Linked DNA regions of Hordeum vulgare: region 2 is linked to region 1. The links are chromatin contacts, called in public Hi-C maps. All regions are on one chromosome and are shown on one strand. The core of a region is the stretch at or near the end of the contact, and the rest is flanking DNA. Distances in the headings are between cores, read along the strand shown.

Evidence for each region. A called contact is a pair of places that touch in the nucleus more often than the background predicts.
Region 2: a contact with region 1 is called in a Hi-C map of seedling, with 3 times the contacts expected there. The contact joins the promoter of LOC123448130 here to the promoter of LOC123448129 in region 1. A contact is called at or near these places in 2 of 6 Hi-C or Micro-C datasets (leaf and seedling) and 1 of 1 datasets of contacts at active chromatin or transcription factors (embryo).

What each region holds. Positions count from the first base shown.
Region 1 is chr4H:130,450,024-130,453,002 of MorexV3_pseudomolecules_assembly, reverse strand. LOC123448129 reads right to left here and starts at 1,395. Exons shown (of 9, transcript XM_045124907.1): 1 at 1,204-1,395; 2 at 1,003-1,092; 3 at 141-279; 4 at 1-40. The coding sequence starts at 1,044.
Region 2 is chr4H:130,606,194-130,609,238 of MorexV3_pseudomolecules_assembly, reverse strand. LOC123448130 (aquaporin SIP1-1) reads right to left here and starts at 1,634. Exons shown (of 3, transcript XM_045124909.1): 1 at 1,157-1,634; 2 at 784-1,056. The coding sequence starts at 1,462.

The sequences.
Region 1 (2,979 bases), core at 146-2,645:
GGTGGAAGTATTGCTAGTTCTTGGCCTTCATTGGGTATTCCTGTAATAAAGAGCAAAGATAATAAAGGAGTTCAACCAGATTTATGACATGGATACAATTTTCTTAAGGGAGAATCGTCTGCCAAAACAAGAAATCCAACCTGTGTAACCAGGCACTGGGAGGCACTGGGTAAAATACGAAGCTATTTGGGCAAGATTAGACGCAGCTTGGTTTAATGCTGGGACAGAGGGGAAGAGTTCTGAATCTTCAGCCCTATTGACTGATTGGCTATCGTCGACCTAGATTTGTGATATATCAGTAATTATTTTGTTAGCGAAAGGAAGTGATAAAATAAAAACAAAAAGTATGACCACAGGGGCCTTTAGCCAGTCATATTGCAGAAAACGTAAGTAACAATCCTGTCCCGGGACTAAGGTTAAGTAAGCCAAATCACTTAGCAACTTGGCTCGGTGCATTTTTGTGATGTTAATAGCACGACGCAGCAAGCAAGTTCGGTTCACAATATTACAGGAACTGCCATTTAATCATCCGCGTTGGATAAAATGGCTACACGAGTAGCAGACCAATTTCCTTGTGAAAGGAATGCCGACTCTTCAATTCCTCTCACCTAGTGACGGCCATGCTTTTATTTTTGCAGGTTGATTGATATCATCAGAAAAAACAAGCAGTGTTGCTGCAATGTGGTAAAGTCGATGGCACCAAAGCCTTCCTTCCCAATTAAACTGGAAAATGTATATGAAGAAGAGGGGTGGTACGAAGGAAGGATGAGGATAATGGGTTGAAAAGTTCAGGTTTATTATGGCACACAACAAACAAGGCAAATAGACAACTACAACTGCTGCCTGCTTCATTCCTACCATGACAAGAAAAGGTTGTGCTCCAGCAGTACTAACTTCCTAAGCGACTCGGGTAATATCTGAACATCGAAATCTTCAAGGCATCGGAAGGTGGGTAGTAAGTGGTAACAGCAAGAGGAAAACAAGTACAGATGACATACGTACCGACGGGGAAGTAGAAGGCTCTCCCTGTGCTGAAGGCTCCATGCTGGGCCGATGGATCCACTAGTCCCAGTTATTATTAGTCCTAATGACCTGAAGAACGCGGATTGAGAAGAGCACGAACAATACCAGTTATAGAGGAATGAAGGAATTAGGGAACGAAACAAAAACAATCTCGATGGATCGGCTGACAGACGGACTGACCAAAAAAACGGGAATCGGAACCACGAGTTCGTGGATCCAGGTGGAGGCGACTCGGCTGTCTTCTCCAGCGGGGGGTGTGGCGGCGGGAGAGGATGTAAGTTGGGACGGTAGTCGGTTTCTGCGGCAAGAAGTGGGTGGGAGCCTCGGAGGGAGGGAGAAGAGAGAAGACGACTCGGACACGCCGCGCATCAGCAGGTCGTGGTAACGCGAGTATATTAGGACTTCATCGTCTCTCAGCGTGGTATCCTAGGTACCGTTGCATTATAAGATACAACCATCCTAATGCATGGTTTTTTAAGTGTTGTATCTTAGTGGATTAGTATTTAATTAATTTGGCCTCATGCATGTATTTGATTGGTCTAATCATATTTTTTGCCTATGATCTCGTGCAAGAACCGTATACTAAATAAGATACGGCATCACTCTCTTTCTTTAATTAATATGGTGCCACATCAGCAATATGCCTATGATACCGTGTCAAGATACAAGCATTAGGGAAGGCCTTAGTTTACGCACGGAGTACATGTTTGAGAACATCTCGCCCAACCACCCTACACGTTAAAAAAAAATTCATACAGTGTCGAAATAAAAAAAATTAACGCGTCCTAGTGGGTCGGCTCCAACGACTGCATCAAAGTATAGCGCGTGAGCCGCTCCAGCGGACGCGCTAAAACTCAGCGCGTGCGAGCACTGGACACTTGCATTTTGTTCATTTTCATGATGATAAATATGGATATTTCAAACATAAATAAAAAGATGTAGCATAGTTTAATTTCACGGCGCATCAGCAATCATGCCACATCATCCAACCAAGTGCAAAATCATCGAACCAAGTTCATGACATAAAAAAGTTCACACAAAGAAATGGCACACAACAATCATGTCTCATCCTCATCTTCGTCCTCCTCTTCCTCCGTTTCTTCATCCCCATCCGAAGACGATTCTTCCTTCTCCTCGTCTTCATTGACGTGCGCGCGCATCATCATGTGGAGCTCGGTAGGTGTTGGCAATATCTTCAACGGCTTCATGCGAAGGGCGCGGGAGGAGGCACACCGGAAGACATGTGTCCATCTGGAGGTGCTCTCATGCCTTCCATGAGAGACGCAAAACTAATGTCTCCCATGCCCCCCATGATAGCTCCGAAACACCCATGCCTCCTATGCCGCCCATGATAGCTCCGAAGCCACTCATGCCATCCATGCCTCCCATAGTAGCTCACATGCCTCCAGTGGCCATGCCTCGTTTTTGGATCAAGACTTTTTTTCGCGTACGTTTGACGTACTCCTTTTGTTGCTCGTCGAGGATAGATGTGTCCATGATGAAGAACAAGTACTTCTTCCATTTCAACAATCTAGTGCGCTCCTCCATGGCCAATTTCTTCTCCTCCAATGCCACCTTCCTCTCCTCGACGACACCTTTCTCTCCTCACTCGCCAACCTCCTCTCCTCGGCTGCCGCATCTTGCCATCTTCCTCACCTCATTTGTTTCCTTTCTTGCGTTCACAATAGCTTCCATAGCATTTTTTAGCTCATCATCTCCTTTCCTCTTCTTCTTTTCTTTTCCTTCTTTCTTGCCTCCACTTGGTCTCATTGGCTTGGAGTAGGCAACTGAGTTTGGTGTAGGGCTTCTCTTGTCGCCATCACTTGATGACTTTTCCTCATCATCATTCAAATCAATAGTTCGTTTGCGTTTGTTGCTCTCCTCATCAACACCTTCACGGGGCTTTCATTCTCATCATCATTCAACTCATCATAGCAATGGTGCAAGGTAAATGGT
Region 2 (3,045 bases), core at 385-2,884, 160 kb before region 1:
CTTATATTTAGGAACGGAGGGAGTATTAGATGAGCAATGGCATATAGCAGCATAAATACAAAAATTCACTCGGTCAAGATTTGACATCCACCAAGTTTTGGAGGTGGATAAGATAACTATTCCCTGAGTAACAAGTTGAAAGAAGCACACAACTAAGCACAATAACAAACCTCCCCATGGCATCATAAAGACTTGTTCCTGTTACCAGTAAAATGCCACCCAGTGAACATTAACTACTGAATATTTTTCTCTTCTAGAGATGGAAAGGATGACTTGCTGCAAACGAGTCTCAAGAATATCACTAGTGATGTGTCCAGTGGATGTTCATTCCATGAATGGGGTAAAAAGTAATAGTTTCATTGATAGTTTCAGCCTTTTAGGGCTGCAAACGAGTCTTCAGAGTATCACTCGTTATGTATCTAGTGAATGTTCCTTGCATATTCCAACATGATACTATGGCATTCAGTTATTTATGGCTCGGTGTGCCAGTTTACATGAATGTAAGGCCTAGTGTTTGCGTGATCGTGTTCCCAATAAGCAGAATGAAGCACTTCAGGGGTCATATAGGATTTGATTGCCCAATTCCAGACGGACATGCCAAAAGGGAGTCATTTGCATCACTAAATCAGTCAGTTGGCCATCAATATCAAAACCAAAAAGACAATAAAGAGGCTTGTCCATTCGAATTGAGCTCAGTTCAGTATCGGGGGCTGCAGTTCCATGGATAAGCTTGGCAATCAAATGAAAGTAAAGAAATACTGTAAGTGAGTGAGCGTAGTGTACGTTGGCAGGGTTCATGGAGGGTCCGGTGTATGCGGCGCCGGTGAGGACGAGGCTGACGGTGGAGACGGAGAGCATGGCTGTCTTGACAATGGGGTTGCGGGGTCCCTTGACGATGATGCAGAGGACGGCAAAGGTGATGACGAAGGTGAGCACCCCTTCGGCGGCGGCGCCGGTGTGGGGATCCACCTTGAGCGAGGGTCCGCCGAGCATGTGCTTGTACTGCTCGGGCATCAGCTCGGAGATGGCCAGAGCTCCGCCCACGGCTCCGGCGGCCTAGGAAGACAGATTCAGATTCGCGTGGTGCTGATTGGTTTGATTTTGACTTAGTTGGGCGGGGGGGGGGGGGGGGGGGGGGGGGGGGAAGGTGACAGACCTGCGCTGGTAGGCGGAGCGCGATGGAGAAGAGCGAGGGGCTGGTGAGGCCTGCGGCGTAGAAGGCGGCGACGCCGGTGGGGTTGAAGCTGGCGCCGCCGAGGGCGTCGCAGAGGAGGTTGAAGGCGAATAAGAGGAGGGCGAGGATGGAGACGGTGACGAGGAGGGCGTAGTGGATCCCCTCGTGCAGGCTGAGGTAGGTGGTGACGGCGGCCGTGGAGGCGCCGAGCGTGGAGACGCAGAGCACCCAGAGGAAGGTCACGACGCCGTCCGCCGCCGCCTCCCGCACAGCCGCTCCCATCGCCATCCGAGCGTCCCTTCCTTCCTTTCCTCACTCCGTCGCTGCTGCCGGTGATTGGTGGTGGGCTGGGGTGTGTGTATGTATGGGTTTGGCTTGGCACACAGCACAAGAGAAAAGAGAAAAGAGAAAAGAAGATTGGAGGGAGCACGCCCTCCGTCCCTCTCGCCTAACAACCCAGCCAATGCCAACAGAACCCCGAAGATACTGCTATGCTTTGCTACCCCCCTATTCAAAACTTGGATGCTTGTGGAATTTGAAAGCAGATCTTGACATATCCATTTAGAACCGTGTACCAGACGCTATGAAACCGGACTAGCTTACCTGCGGCGGTTTGATATAGGACGGACTATTAGGAAGGTAAATCTTCTTAAAAAAAAGGACAGTAGATTTTCTCAGCTCGACCTCAAATGACTCGAGTGAACAGTAAAATAATAATAAAACAATTTCAAAAAATCCAATTTTTTGTGACGAATTTTCTAAAAACGTGCAAAGTTTCATCATGAAATCACATTTATGAAAGTCATGGTAAAAAAAGGTTTTTGAAAATAGCATTTTTAGAGTATCGATTTTTTTCATGCCTCATAGGAATGTGATTTCATGACGAATCTTTGCAAGCACTCGAAATATTTATCAATGTTTATCAGAAAAGAAATCAGATTTTTTGAATCTGCTTTGATTTTTATAGGGATTTTTATTTCTGTGTCCCTCATTGCTTAGGTTGTGTTTGATTGAGCTGCAGATTCTGAAAAAGCTGTTGCGTAAATGTTGATGTAGAAAAGTTGAAGGGTGTTTGGTTGAAACGACTATGAAATTGTAAATTTGGCTGTGAATTGTTTGTGATGCCTTTGGGCCTAGGTGAATATATTTATACGCTAATTGTTGGTAAAGCAATGTGTTGAGGCATAATTTATGCCTAAGTAATTTTGGTGATTGATGACAGTTCCGTACAGGACTAATCGTGTGTGTCAAGGTTTCAGGCAACACTCGTCAACGGCACAAGACGACACGACTCCTCTCTTCTGGAACGGAAGCACGGCGCCCTCCTAGATTCTCTTTATTTGAGTCATAGGAAAGTCGTACTATTAAGAGGGGATCCGTAGGGGAAAGGTTTGGGTGGAATCTATCTTTGCACACGCACACCTCTTTTTCTCCCTCTCCTTTATCTTTGGAGCGGCCCTCGCCGTTTTGTTCTTTGCTTCTCTGCAAAATGGTCCCCAGCGGTAGTACCGCTGGACCGCCAGCGGTAGTACCGCTGCAGCCAGCGGTAGTACCGTTGGCCGGCGGTAGTACCGCCCCTGGTCAGCGGTAGTACCGCTGGCTGGCGGTAGTACCGCCCCTGGTCAGCGGTAGTACCGCTCCAGGTGCCCTGTTCCACCTACCTAGCGGTAGTTCGTGGACGGACCCTTTTGCGAAGACTTTCTCGGCGATAGTAGTGCTTATGCACTACCAAGGGCCAGCGGTAGTACCGCTGGAAGCCCCAGCGGTAGTACCGCTGCATCCAGCGGTAGTACCGCCAGGCAGCGGTAGTACCGCTCCTTCCCAGCGGTAGTACCGCTGGATCTCGGGCAGAGAGTGGGAAAACGGTCTGA